2 separate regions of the Sus scrofa genome follow, and region 2 is linked to region 1. Evidence: chromatin contacts called from public Hi-C data. All regions are on one chromosome and are shown on one strand. Each heading gives the region's core, a stretch centred on a gene start, on an enhancer-like site or on the middle of the called end of the contact. The rest is flanking DNA. Distances are from core to core; before and after follow the strand shown.

Evidence for each region. A called contact is a pair of places that touch in the nucleus more often than the background predicts.
Region 2: a Hi-C map of liver shows a contact between it and region 1, with 3 times the contacts expected there. The contact joins the promoter of ARID4B here to the promoter of B3GALNT2 in region 1. A contact is called at or near these places in 1 of 5 promoter capture datasets (liver) and 4 of 47 Hi-C or Micro-C datasets (heart right ventricle, liver and skeletal muscle).

Annotation. Positions count from the first base shown.
Region 1 is chr14:55,747,321-55,752,960 of Sscrofa11.1, forward strand. B3GALNT2 (UDP-GalNAc:beta-1,3-N-acetylgalactosaminyltransferase 2) reads left to right here and starts at 2,089. Exons shown (of 12, transcript XM_021074398.1): 1 at 2,089-2,430. The coding sequence starts at 2,319.
Region 2 is chr14:55,921,641-55,927,280 of Sscrofa11.1, forward strand. It overlaps ARID4B (AT-rich interactive domain-containing protein 4B), which reads left to right and starts at 2,693. Exons shown (of 25, transcript XR_002338970.1): 1 at 2,693-3,143; 2 at 3,970-4,024. It overlaps GGPS1 (geranylgeranyl pyrophosphate synthase), which reads right to left and starts at 2,397. Exons shown (of 4, transcript XM_003483472.4): 1 at 2,140-2,397.

The DNA.
Region 1 (5,640 bases), core at 839-3,338:
AGGAGCTCTAAAGACTCCCCCAAGCTGTTTAGACATAGTAGTGTTTCTCAGATTTGCATGATATACTCTGGCAGCCAGCTTCCAAATTGACCCCACAACCATCCTTGCCTCCTGGGCTCATGCCCTGGTGTGGCCCCTACCACAGTCAATCAGGGCTGGTCTGTGTGACCAATAGAACACCTCTGAAGTGACAGCGTGTCTTCCAAGGATTCATCCTCAAAGGTCTTGCACTATGCTCAGCAGTCTCTTGGGTCTCCAGTTCCTGGGGAAGCAAGCCACCATGGTGTGGGGACTCTAATGCAGCTTGTTGGAGAGACCCACTTAGAGACCAACTCAGAGAGGCGGAAAGAGAACCCCAACTTGCCAGCCGGGGAAGTGAGGCACTGAGGACGCCTAGTCCTGCCTTCTGATGACCACAGCCCCAGTGGACATCTGCCTCCAACTATATGGGAGATCCTGAACCTGAATGTAGCTCCCCAATTCCTGACTCAGAAATTGTGAGGCACAATAAGTGATTCTTGTTGTTTTAAGAGTTTTGGAGTAATTTGTTGGGTAGCAATAGATAACTAATGAACATACAAATTCCTTTAAAGGGAAAAATTTACTTCTGACACCATATTAAATTGTTTATTATTTTATTTAAATAGTACAAATAGTATAAAATCCTTACGCTTATAGCTTTTGTACAGCAATTAAAACATTTTAAAATTACAGTGCAGACCATATTACAAAACAATAAAAAATAATTTTATTTATTTATTTATTAGGGCCGCAGCAGCAGCATATGGAGGTTCCCCACCTAGGGGTGAATTGGAGCTGTAGCTGCCAGCCTAGGCCATAGCCACAGCAACGTCAGCTCCAAGCCGAGTCTGGCACCTACAGCATAGCTCATGGCAAGGCAGGATCCTTAACCCACTGAGTAAGGCTAAGGATCCAACCTGCGTCCTCATGGATACTAGTCAGATTCCTTTCCCTGAGGCACTGAAGGGAACTCCAAAAATAATTTTAATAGAGGAAATTAAATTGCCCCTCAGTGAGACTATGGTACTGACAGTGCCTAAGACATCTCCTGGACTGTTCAGTGACTTGAATAAATTACCCTTTTTTCCTTAAGCCTGTTTGAAGTGGATTTCCTGGGGCTTTCAACCAAGGGTTTTTCCAACAATATAGTTCATCCTCATGTTCATCCTCTGCACCATCTTCTGAACATCGGTACCCTGATCTTCAGGCTCCTCAACTAGGACACTTTTGCGTTTGGCCGCAGGCAGGCCGGAACGGGTGACGCCCTCGGGGCCCAGGGCAGGACTGTATCCCGGAGGGTCGCAGCAGGTCCTTCCCACAGGTGCCTCGGAGCCCGCATTTTCTAGCGGCTCACGTCCAATAGCAGGTGTGAGTGCACCCGGTTCTTCTCGCAACTTTCCAGCGCCAGTTTGAAATCTGAGCACGTGTAATGTACCTTCCATTCGGCCATCGCTGTCGTACTGCACAGCTTGATCCCTTGGGCTTGGTCTTACTCATCCTGAGTTCTTAGAGCCGGGTACCGAAGCACCAGAACTAATACTTGATGATTCACCGCTGAAGACACGGGCATTTGGGCTGCCCCGCCCCGATCTCCGCGCCCAGTAGATGCCAGCAAGATCCCATCTCTTACACGAGGCTAGCATTCGGCCTAAGGAAGCTCTGCGTGATTTAAAACTGTCTTGTCTCAAGATCTCCTTTAAATCTTAGGCAACCGGCGCCCTTCACCCCAGCTATTATTTCTCTCCCGGGGTTGGGGCGGCCCCTGAGCGCTGGGTTGTCCGGCACTACCTCTCCTCCGCCACCGGGGGGCAGTAAACATGGAGCAGGGCTGCGCATGCTCTGTGTGAGGCCTCGCGCTTTGCTTACGCGATCGCCGAGTGACGGAAGCGAGTGCGTGGGGTTGTGGGAAATGTGGTTTCCCAGCCATCGGATCACGGGGGCACTTCCTCCTTAAGCTCAGAGCGGGACTTCAGCTCCCGGCCGGCTAGGGGAAGTGGGAGGGGACAAGCTAGAAGAGGGCGGGGCGAGTGAGAGAAAAGGTGGGCGGGGCCGGGGAAGGCCCAGGAAAGGGGGCGGGGCTCTGGCCGGCGGAGGCGCAGCCGCCAGCGGTCGGAGGAGCCTAAGCCGAGAGAGACCTAGACGGCGGCGGGCACGAGGGCGGGCGTTCCCGGAGTAGTCGCGCGGGAGTCGGCCACTGCCCCCGGCCTCCTTACTTTCAGGGCCCCTCCCTGTCCGCCGGGACGCGGGAGAGCCCGGCGCGCGGTGGGGGCGCGAGGTGGAGCCGGCGGGGGCGGCCAATGCGAAACTGGCTGGTGCTGCTGTGCCCGTGTGTGCTCGGGGCCGCGCTGCACCTCTGGCTGCGGCTGCGCTCCCCGCCGCCCGCCCGCGCCTCGGGGGCCGGCCCCGCAGGTGAGGTCCTGGGGCCGGGCGGGCGGGCGAGCGGCCGGCTTCTTCCACGGAGCCTGGCCGAGAGTCTGGGTTGGGGGACGGGCCGACCCGGCGGTCCCCAGATGAAACAAATGGCCCTTTTCATCTCCCCGGCGTTAACATCGGGCAAACTGGAGGGCGCTTTTCTCTCTTCGTGTCTCCGCCGTTTCTCACCTCCCGGCTTTTCTTGATGACCACAAAACCGGTGCGGACGACTGCAAGTCCTTCGGCTGTCCCCAGGCCTTTCCCGCCTGCCCGGGGAGCTGAGCCCCATGTGTCCTTCAACCCGAGGGGCAGCTGTTAACGCCCGGGGCCGGGCTCCCAGGTGGCTCTGCTCCTCCCGCAGCTGTTGGTCTTATTGGATCAGGACTTTGAGGTCTTAGGGTCCGTGGATCACGTTTTTGTGCCTTTTTAAAGAGGTGGCTGGGGTTTGCTTTTAAGGAACAACTTTGCTTTAAGAACGTACTCTGCTTTGTATTCTTTGAAAACTGTGGTTGTAAGTCGGTTAAACAAATCTAGCCATGAAATAGGGCATGGCTGCGGATGGAGTTATTCCTGAGAGTTTGGTTTGCAAAGCCTTCTAATGAATTATACACGAAAATAGCAAGTTCCTCTACGATTGTATCCATTTGCTCCAAAAGTTAGTTTCTCATGGGAAAGAACTCTTTGTTCATATTCACTTCCCAGCCTGATAAATAGAATGCTCTGCCCCACAGCCCAGTGGATTTTCTTTTAACTAATTCCACCGCTCTGAACATTGAAGGTTGCCCTTTTCTGTCTTTTTAAGGGCTTGCCCTAGGAGGTATAATAAAGCCTAGACGGCTGTTTTAAAGATGGGGAAATAGTCGTTTTGTTTTTTAACTACCTTGGGAATTTGTTCTTACCACTTCTCCCCTAGAAAGTTTTCTTATCCAATATTTTCAAGGATTAGAATTGAATATCTGAATTCTGAGATGGCTCTGTGCCTAGGAAGTATGGAAACTAATTCGGGCAGTCCTCAAAGCAATCTCATTGTTATAATTAGAGTTCTTTATTCTGGTAACAATCTCTTAAAATCCCTTTGTGTTAGAGAAGCCACGAGCTCTTTAAAAAAGGCTCTTCGTGTGACCTGAATAGAATCGAGACCCTATTTAAATGATTTAATGAAAGTGCGGTGTTACAGGGCATTTAACCTGTTAACAGATGAGGATTTTTTTTGTTTTGTTTATAGGGTTTTGTAAATGGAGCTGAGGAAAGAGTGCCATATCCATAAAATGTTCTGTAGCATCTGTTGGATTCGCCTTTAGTTTCTTTCAGTTATGTATGATGAGTGAGCTCCACTGGAGTTTAATTGTAGAGTATTCTTAGGATATTTATGACCTAAATATCTTTTAGGGTCCATAAACAAGCCAAAACCCTACATTGAAGCTTAAAACTTAGTAGGCCTGCCTGGCAATTTCTTAAGATTTTTTATTTTTTATAATGGTCACACCCACGGCACATGGAAGTTCCTTGGCCCAGGGATTGAATCCGAGCTGCAGCTGCCACCTATCAGCTGCCATGGCAGGAACTCCTTAAGTTTTTATGTTTTTTAATTTAATTTTTTTTAATTTAATTTTTATGTTTTAGACAATTTGAAAGGTTACTTTCCATTAACAGTTATTACAAAATATTGCTATGTTCCCTGTGTTGTGCAATAAATACATCCTTGAGCCCATCTTATACGCAGTAGTTAGTACCTCCCATTCCCTACCCCTATACGCCCCCCCCCCCACTGGTAAGCACTAATTTGTTCTCTTTATGTGTGGGTCTGCTTCTTATTTGTTATGTTCAGTAGTCTGTTGTAACTTTTAGATTCCACTTATAAGTGATATCATGCAATATTTGTCTAATTTATTTCCCTTAGCATAATGTCCTCCAAGTCCATCAATGTCGCTGCAAATGGCAAAATTTTGTTCTTTCTTAAGGCTGAGTGATACTCCATTATATATATTTTTTGTTTGTTTGTTTTGTTTTGCTTTGCTTTTTTTTTTTTTTTTTAGGGCTACACCTGCAGCATGTGGAAGTTCCCAGGCTAGGGATCAAATCGGAGCTCTAGCTACCGGCCTACACCACAGCCACAGCAACGGCAGATCCAAGCTGCCTCTTCGACCTGCACCACAGCTCATGGCAATGCTGGATCCTTAACCCGCTGAGGAAGGCTAGGGATTGAACCCGCAACCTCATGGTTCCTAGTCAGATTTGTTTCCGCTGTGTCACAACAGGCACTCCTCCATTATATGTATATACCACTTCTTTATCCATTCATCTTTTGGTTGACAATTTCATTGTTTCCATATATTGATAATTGTAAATAATGGTGCTGTCAACATTGGGGTGCAAATATCTTTTCAAATTCATGTTTTTGTGTTTTTCAGATAAATTCCCAGGAGTAGAATTGCTGGATCATGTAGTAGTTCTTTTTGTTTTCTGAGGAACCTCGATACTGTTTTCTACAGTGGCTGCACCAAGTAATATTCCTACAGTGTGCAAGGGTTCCTTTTTCTCCACATCCTCACCAGCATTTGTTTTTTGTGTTCTTTTTGATGATAGTCATCTTGACAGGTGTGAAGTAATACCCCATTGTGGTTTTGATTTGCATTTCCCTCGTAATTAATAATGTTGAGCATCTTTTCCTGTGCCAGTTGTCCATCTGCATTTCCTCTTTGGAAAAAATGTCTATTCATTTCTTCTGCCCATGTATTAATTGAGTTCTTTGGGGTTTTTGGATGTCGAGTTGTATGAGATGCTTATATATGTTGGATATTAATCACTTATTGGTCATGTCATTTGCAAATATTTTCTCCCTTTTGGTATGCTGTCTTTTTGTCTTGTTGATGGGTTTTTTTTGGTTTGTTTTTTTTAGCTGTGCAAAAGCTACTAAGTTTAATTAAGGCCCCTTTACTTTTTCCTTTACTTTAGGAGATGGATCCAAAAAAATATTGCTGTGGTTTATTTCAAAGTGTGTTCTACCTACTTTTTTGTCAAGTTTTATAATATCCAGTCTTAAATTTAGTTCTTTACTCCATTTTGAGTTTATTTTTGTATGTGGTGTTAGAGAATGTTCTGATTTCATTGTTTTACATATAGCTGTCTAGTTTCCCCAGTACCACTTATTAAAAGACCATCTTTTCCACATTGTGTATTTCTTATCTCCTTCGTCATGGATTAATC
Region 2 (5,640 bases), core at 1,443-3,942, 170 kb after region 1:
ACCACAGCCCACTGCAACTCCAAATCTCCAACCCAATGAGTGACACCAGGGATTGAACCTGAATCCTCATCATCATAGTCAGATTCGTTTCTGCTGCGCCACAAAGGGAACTCCTTATACTACTCTATTTAGCCAACTCTTCTCAACTGGGTTGAGTACAAAAATCATGTTTATCTTTTCTCAGCCTCCAGAACACATCTGACTTAATTTAAAAATCAGAAAGATGAACTTTCAATAATTCAATAATGAACTTTTGTCTCTGGCTCCGCAATAAGTACACCTGTTGTACAGAGATCAGAGTTCATCTGTTTCAAATCTAATGGCTTTGGTTGATTTTTTTCCAACTTAAAATATTACTTATGAATTAAAAAAATTTTTCTTTTGCTCACTCAGGTAAATTTAAGAATACTCATTTAACAAATAAGTCAATTAATGTTCCTTTCCCAGAGAATGTTTATGGGCAAGTGTTCTGAACAGTGGGAAAACATAGAAACCTCAGTTTTTCTAGGTGTCAAAACCCAATCTGTTTTGTGTCTTTTTACAGTGTTCTGTAAGAAGTGTTTCACATTACACTGGCATCTACTCTCACTTGCCTTTTTCTTCCTCTTTTTTTTTTTTTTTTTTTTTGTCTTTTTGCCTTTTCTAGGGCCGCTTCCCGAAGCCTATGGAGGTTTAATCGGAGCTGTCGCCGCCGACCACAGGCAAAGCAACGCGGGATCTGAGACCTACACCACAGCTCACCGGGATCCTTAACCCACTGAGCGAGGCCAGAGATCAAACCTGCAACCTCATGGTTCCTAGTCGGATTCATTAACTACTGCGCCATGACGGGAACTCCTTCTTTCTTCCTTTGTAACCCCAAAGGCTCCAATTTATCGCACCTAGAAATTTCAGCCATCACACACTAGACCTGAATGGAAAGAGGCATTAGGGTGCTACTAATTTGCTTGTGGAGTGAAAAGCAACCCACAGAATGCCTCGGTGAGAGTCTGAACCTACTCATTTTCAAAAGTGGGAAACTGCCCTAAATTTGTTCAAACAATGGTTGTTGAATATTAATACAAGCCACAGTCTCTCCTCCCTTTGGACTACTAGAGCAGTAACTTAGTGTTTGGGCTTCCTGTACTCGCTCCTACTCTTCAGCCAGAGATCTTTTCAAAATTCAAATGCGGTCCTATCTCCCTTCTGATTGAGAACTCTTCCAGTTAGCAGACTGCTCAATAAAGTCTCCATGAAAGCTTATCAAGTTCGGAGAGTCAATCCCCTGCCCACACCCCAGCCTCAGTTTCTCATACTTTAAAAAGCTCCCTTGTGGCACAAGCCTTTCCAACACGATATTCTTTCGATCTGGAATGTTCCTTAATTAACTCTTACTAACCCTTCCGCTCTCGGCTGGATCCTCACATGCTCGGGAATGCTTTCAACTCCCTAAGGCAATTTCCCAATTTCCAATTCTCCTATCACCATGAAACTCTTCTATGCACCACTTACAGCACCTGACGCAATTTTACACTCGTGTGTGTTCAATTTAATATCTGCCTGTCTCACTGGGCTCTGGTTTACGAAGCAGGGGCCGTACAAGTTTCTTCCACACGGTAGGCGCTCAAATATGTGAAGGACAACGGAAAGTGCCTTCTAACGCGTTAGAGGATGAAGTCAGGGCACACATTTGCATGCACAAGTGGAAATATCATGCAATTTTTTAAAAGGGAAGAGTCTGGTTTCTAAAGAGCTAAAGGAACACGCAAATACAAACGTAGCTGTGAAGCGCAGAGTGAGCCCTTCCACTCAAACTCCGGGAGATGTGGGTGGGTCTGAAAAAAACTACCGGAGAGATACAGGGAGGGAATTTAATTAACTCCGGGGCAGATTTTCAACAGAGACTTGGAAGAAGGGCTTCAAATGTCGGCTCTGCTTTCTCTCGGCTCTGAGGCCCCCTTCCGCCCCGCTCGGTCCGCTACCGCTCCTCCCCTCCTCCAGCGAGAGGATGGAAAATTCATACACAAGCCGGTTCAGCATCCGGGTCCTCACCCTCTTTTCTTTCTTTCCTCTCGGCTCCGCCTCCCAGACTCCCCAACCCTCCTCCCCAACCCTCCTCCCCATCCGGGTTCCCCCCCAGCCGCCGGCACAGCCACTCACGGTTCGAGGATGATATCACAACTTTCACGCCGCGGGCCCAGGAGTAGCAGTATCCTGTATCAACTTCCCACCTTATAGTTCAGGACAAGGCTCCTCCTGAGGCTTCCATGAATCCCTCCCTCTATTTCACCAAAGAACTCTCCGCCCTCCTCAGCCACCAGCGACGCCGCATTACTCGGTGCAAGAAAATGCGCCATCCCGGTCACACTGCGCAGGCGTCGTTGCCACCTCCCCTTTGCTTTGTCGCTCCGCCCCCTTTCCCTCCCCCCTCCCGTCTCACGTAGCCGCGGGGCTTTGCGGATCTTGCAGTTCTCACCGGCAAGGCCTAGCGCGTTGGCCCAGAGGCTGAACTACATTTCCCGGGGAGCTTTGAGGCGTAACTTTCTGTTTCCATAGAACTGGTGGGAAAATGGCGTCGTTGTTTGTATCCCAGGGACCAATAGGAACAGGGCATAGGGGGGTTCTAAAGAAGTCTAACCAATCCGAGGTCGTCTAAGAGGCCATCCGGGAAAGAGGTAGGGGAGGGGAAAGAAAGTCTAGGGGAGGGGAGAAAGGAGGGAAGGGGGGGACTTGGGGTGGGGGGGGGAAGCGATGTTTGCCCGTCAGTCGAGTCCGGAGTGAGGAGCTCGGGCGCCGGAGCGGAGGGAGACTCTTGAGCTTAAGCTTGCCGCCGCCACGGCCACCGCCTGGACCTTTGCCCGGAGGGAGCCGCAGAGGGTCTGTCGCCGCCGTCCTCTGGAGGGCAGCGCAACTGGGGGCCCGGACCTCCAGTCCGGGAGGGATTTTTCGTCGTCCCCCCTCCCCCCAGCGAGGGAGCCCGAGCGGCCGCCAAACAAAGGTACCAGTCGCCGCCGCGGGAGGAGGAGGAGCCGGAGCTTCAGCCTCAGCAACCGCTGGACCCGCCGCCCTTCTTCCCCCATCTCTCCCCCGGGCCTGCTGGTTTTGGGGGGGAGCAGGGAAGGGGACTCTGGACGTGCCAGGGTCAGAGCTCGCCTCCGAGGAAGGTAGGGACGTTTTCTGAGGCTTTGGCGGTCCTATTAAGGGGGTCTTTTGGGGAGTCACTGGGCCCAATCGAGGAGAAGACAAGATCGCTGTGGTGGGCTCCCCAGGCGCCCGAATTCGGGGCCTCGGCCTCCTGAGAGCTCCCACCCGTCCCTGCAGTTGCCGAGTCGAGTCGCTCCCCAGCCTGGCGGCCGCACACTCAGCGCTTTCACGTCTCCCAGCCGCGGTGGGGGGCCCGGGCCGGGTGGGGGGGGGGGCTGCCGCCTCTTGGTCCCTCGGCGCTCTCGCCGTGCCCGCGGCAGGCGGACGTGGATCCCGCTCCCACTTGTCGGGGTGTCCGCCTCGGAGCGGGACGGGGGCTGAGGCTGTACAGGATCGGTCCCGCCCGCGGCCCGCCGGGCCCTCCGCGGCCCCCGCCGAGCCCCTTGAGGCTCGGCTGGCTCCGGCTCGGACGAGGGGTGTGCGGCCCTTCGGAGGGGGGCCGGCCGGGCCCGGCGCGGAGGCCGGAGGGGAGGAGGACGGCCGGCCCCGCGCCGGACCCCGGGCTTGTTGTGAGTTTCTTCTCTGACAGAAATGGCGTCATTGTCGGAGACGGGAAACTCCGTCGGGTCCCGACAATGGGGACGGGAAGCTGTCGAACTGTAAAGGTGGCCGGGTTTGCCGGGATGGCAAAGCCAGCGGGAACCCCGGTTCGGCTATTCGCGGTTCGGGGACTGACGCCTCTTTCGGCTCTTTTTCGGGGTGCGGGCTTCGCTCGGTTCCCTCCGCCTCCGCCAGTGCAGGGGGGTGCCCATGGTGCTGACTGGGTGTCTTTTGTTTCTTCTCCAGGTGTAGGTGAATCTGGTGTTTTCGAGGGGATCGCGGCCCCAGAGTCATCATGAAGGTAAGGTTGCCTCCGGAAAACGAACCTCAGGGGTTAGAGAATTCAGGAAGTGGGGGGCTTGGTCGAGGTCGTATGTGGGGCCTCAGAGTCCTGCCGAGGAAGGTGTGTGTGTGTGGCGGCTGGGGGCCCCAAGCTGTCCCCGGAGACGGTGGGAGTCAGCTGGTGGGGATATCTGTGGGCTTTGCTGTGGAGTTGGAGCTAGTTATATAGGCTGTCTCACCGAGGATGATTTTTCGCATATAGAACGTCTCTTTGGCAGGGAATCGTAGGAATAACTGCATGCATTTAAGTGTTTTTTAAAAGCAGGTCAAGTAATCTGACTCTAGAAACTGAACTGTTCTATCGGTTACACTGATGAAAGAACGTCTAATTTATTGTGTGAACAGTACCATGAATTTTTAGGAGACGTTTTTGATTGGGGAAATCAAATATAATCTTAATCGAAAGGTTTTTAATGAGAATTTTGGTGACCTTTACACAACTCGGAGAGAGCTTTTGTTTCTTCTGTTTCCAGAGATTTAGGATTATCTGGTTTATTTTCCTTTACTGATGCATTTGGTCTGTAAGTGATCAGATGCTGTATGATGCATTGTGAAAGAACCGATGGCCAGGTTCCTCTTCAATATAAACATGTTAATTAAATGGTGGATATTGTCTAAAAAGTACGATTTGCTTGAATGGTGGGAGAAATTACAGTAATAAAAGTACAGGTTGTTTTTTCAATTTAGAGAATGTGTAATTGAATGCTGTCGTGTTTTTTACCACATTCTAGGATGAAAAGCCTTAGATAGCCGAAATGTCTAGGTTCAACTAGTGGAACGTAGAGACCGGCAGATATTTTTCATCCATTACAAATTCAGAAGTGCTTGAAAAGGGTAGAGTGTGTTCACAAGGATAGAAATGCAACAGCTAGTAAGTTAAAATGTAAATGTCATCTACTTTTGACAGTTCCTTTGAACTGTTTTTTAAAAAATTTATTCTTTTCAGCATCAGGACTGCTTTTATAATACTGTGTCCAAATTAAGATCGTAATACTTGTGTTTGTGGTAGAAAGTGAAAGCTGTGGCTACTTAAATATTTATCAGCTGTACAGAGTAATTAGGTTTAGTCCAGGGTTTGGGGTTTTTTTTTGTTGTTTTTTTTTTTTTTTTTTGGTAGTTTTTTTTTTTTTTTTCTTGAGTTTGGGGTCCTATAAACTCCTATCTGAAGCAGTTTATATCTGCTGAATTACTGTTTCCCCTTCATGTAAATGAAAAAATAATCAGTCACATTTCAGAAATGAATCTCTTTTGTTAATCACAAATGCTAGTTACATGTGAAATGGTGACAAGTAAATGTATTAAGATAGACTGCGTATCTTCTTTGTTGGATGACAGTTTCTTAAGAAGAGTGTTGGGTTGAATAATATATAGTAAGTTCAGAGGCTGAATAATAAAGGGTTTAGTTGGGGGTAAATATTGTAATCTGTCTCAATTCCCAGTGTAGTGCCTGGCATATCTTGGGTACTCTGTTAATATTTGGTTAAAAGAAATGTAGTAAGTTGAAGGTCTTTTAGATTTTCTTTCTGTTTCTTTCTTCCTTTTGTTATTTTTTTCCAACTTATCTGTTTACAAAAA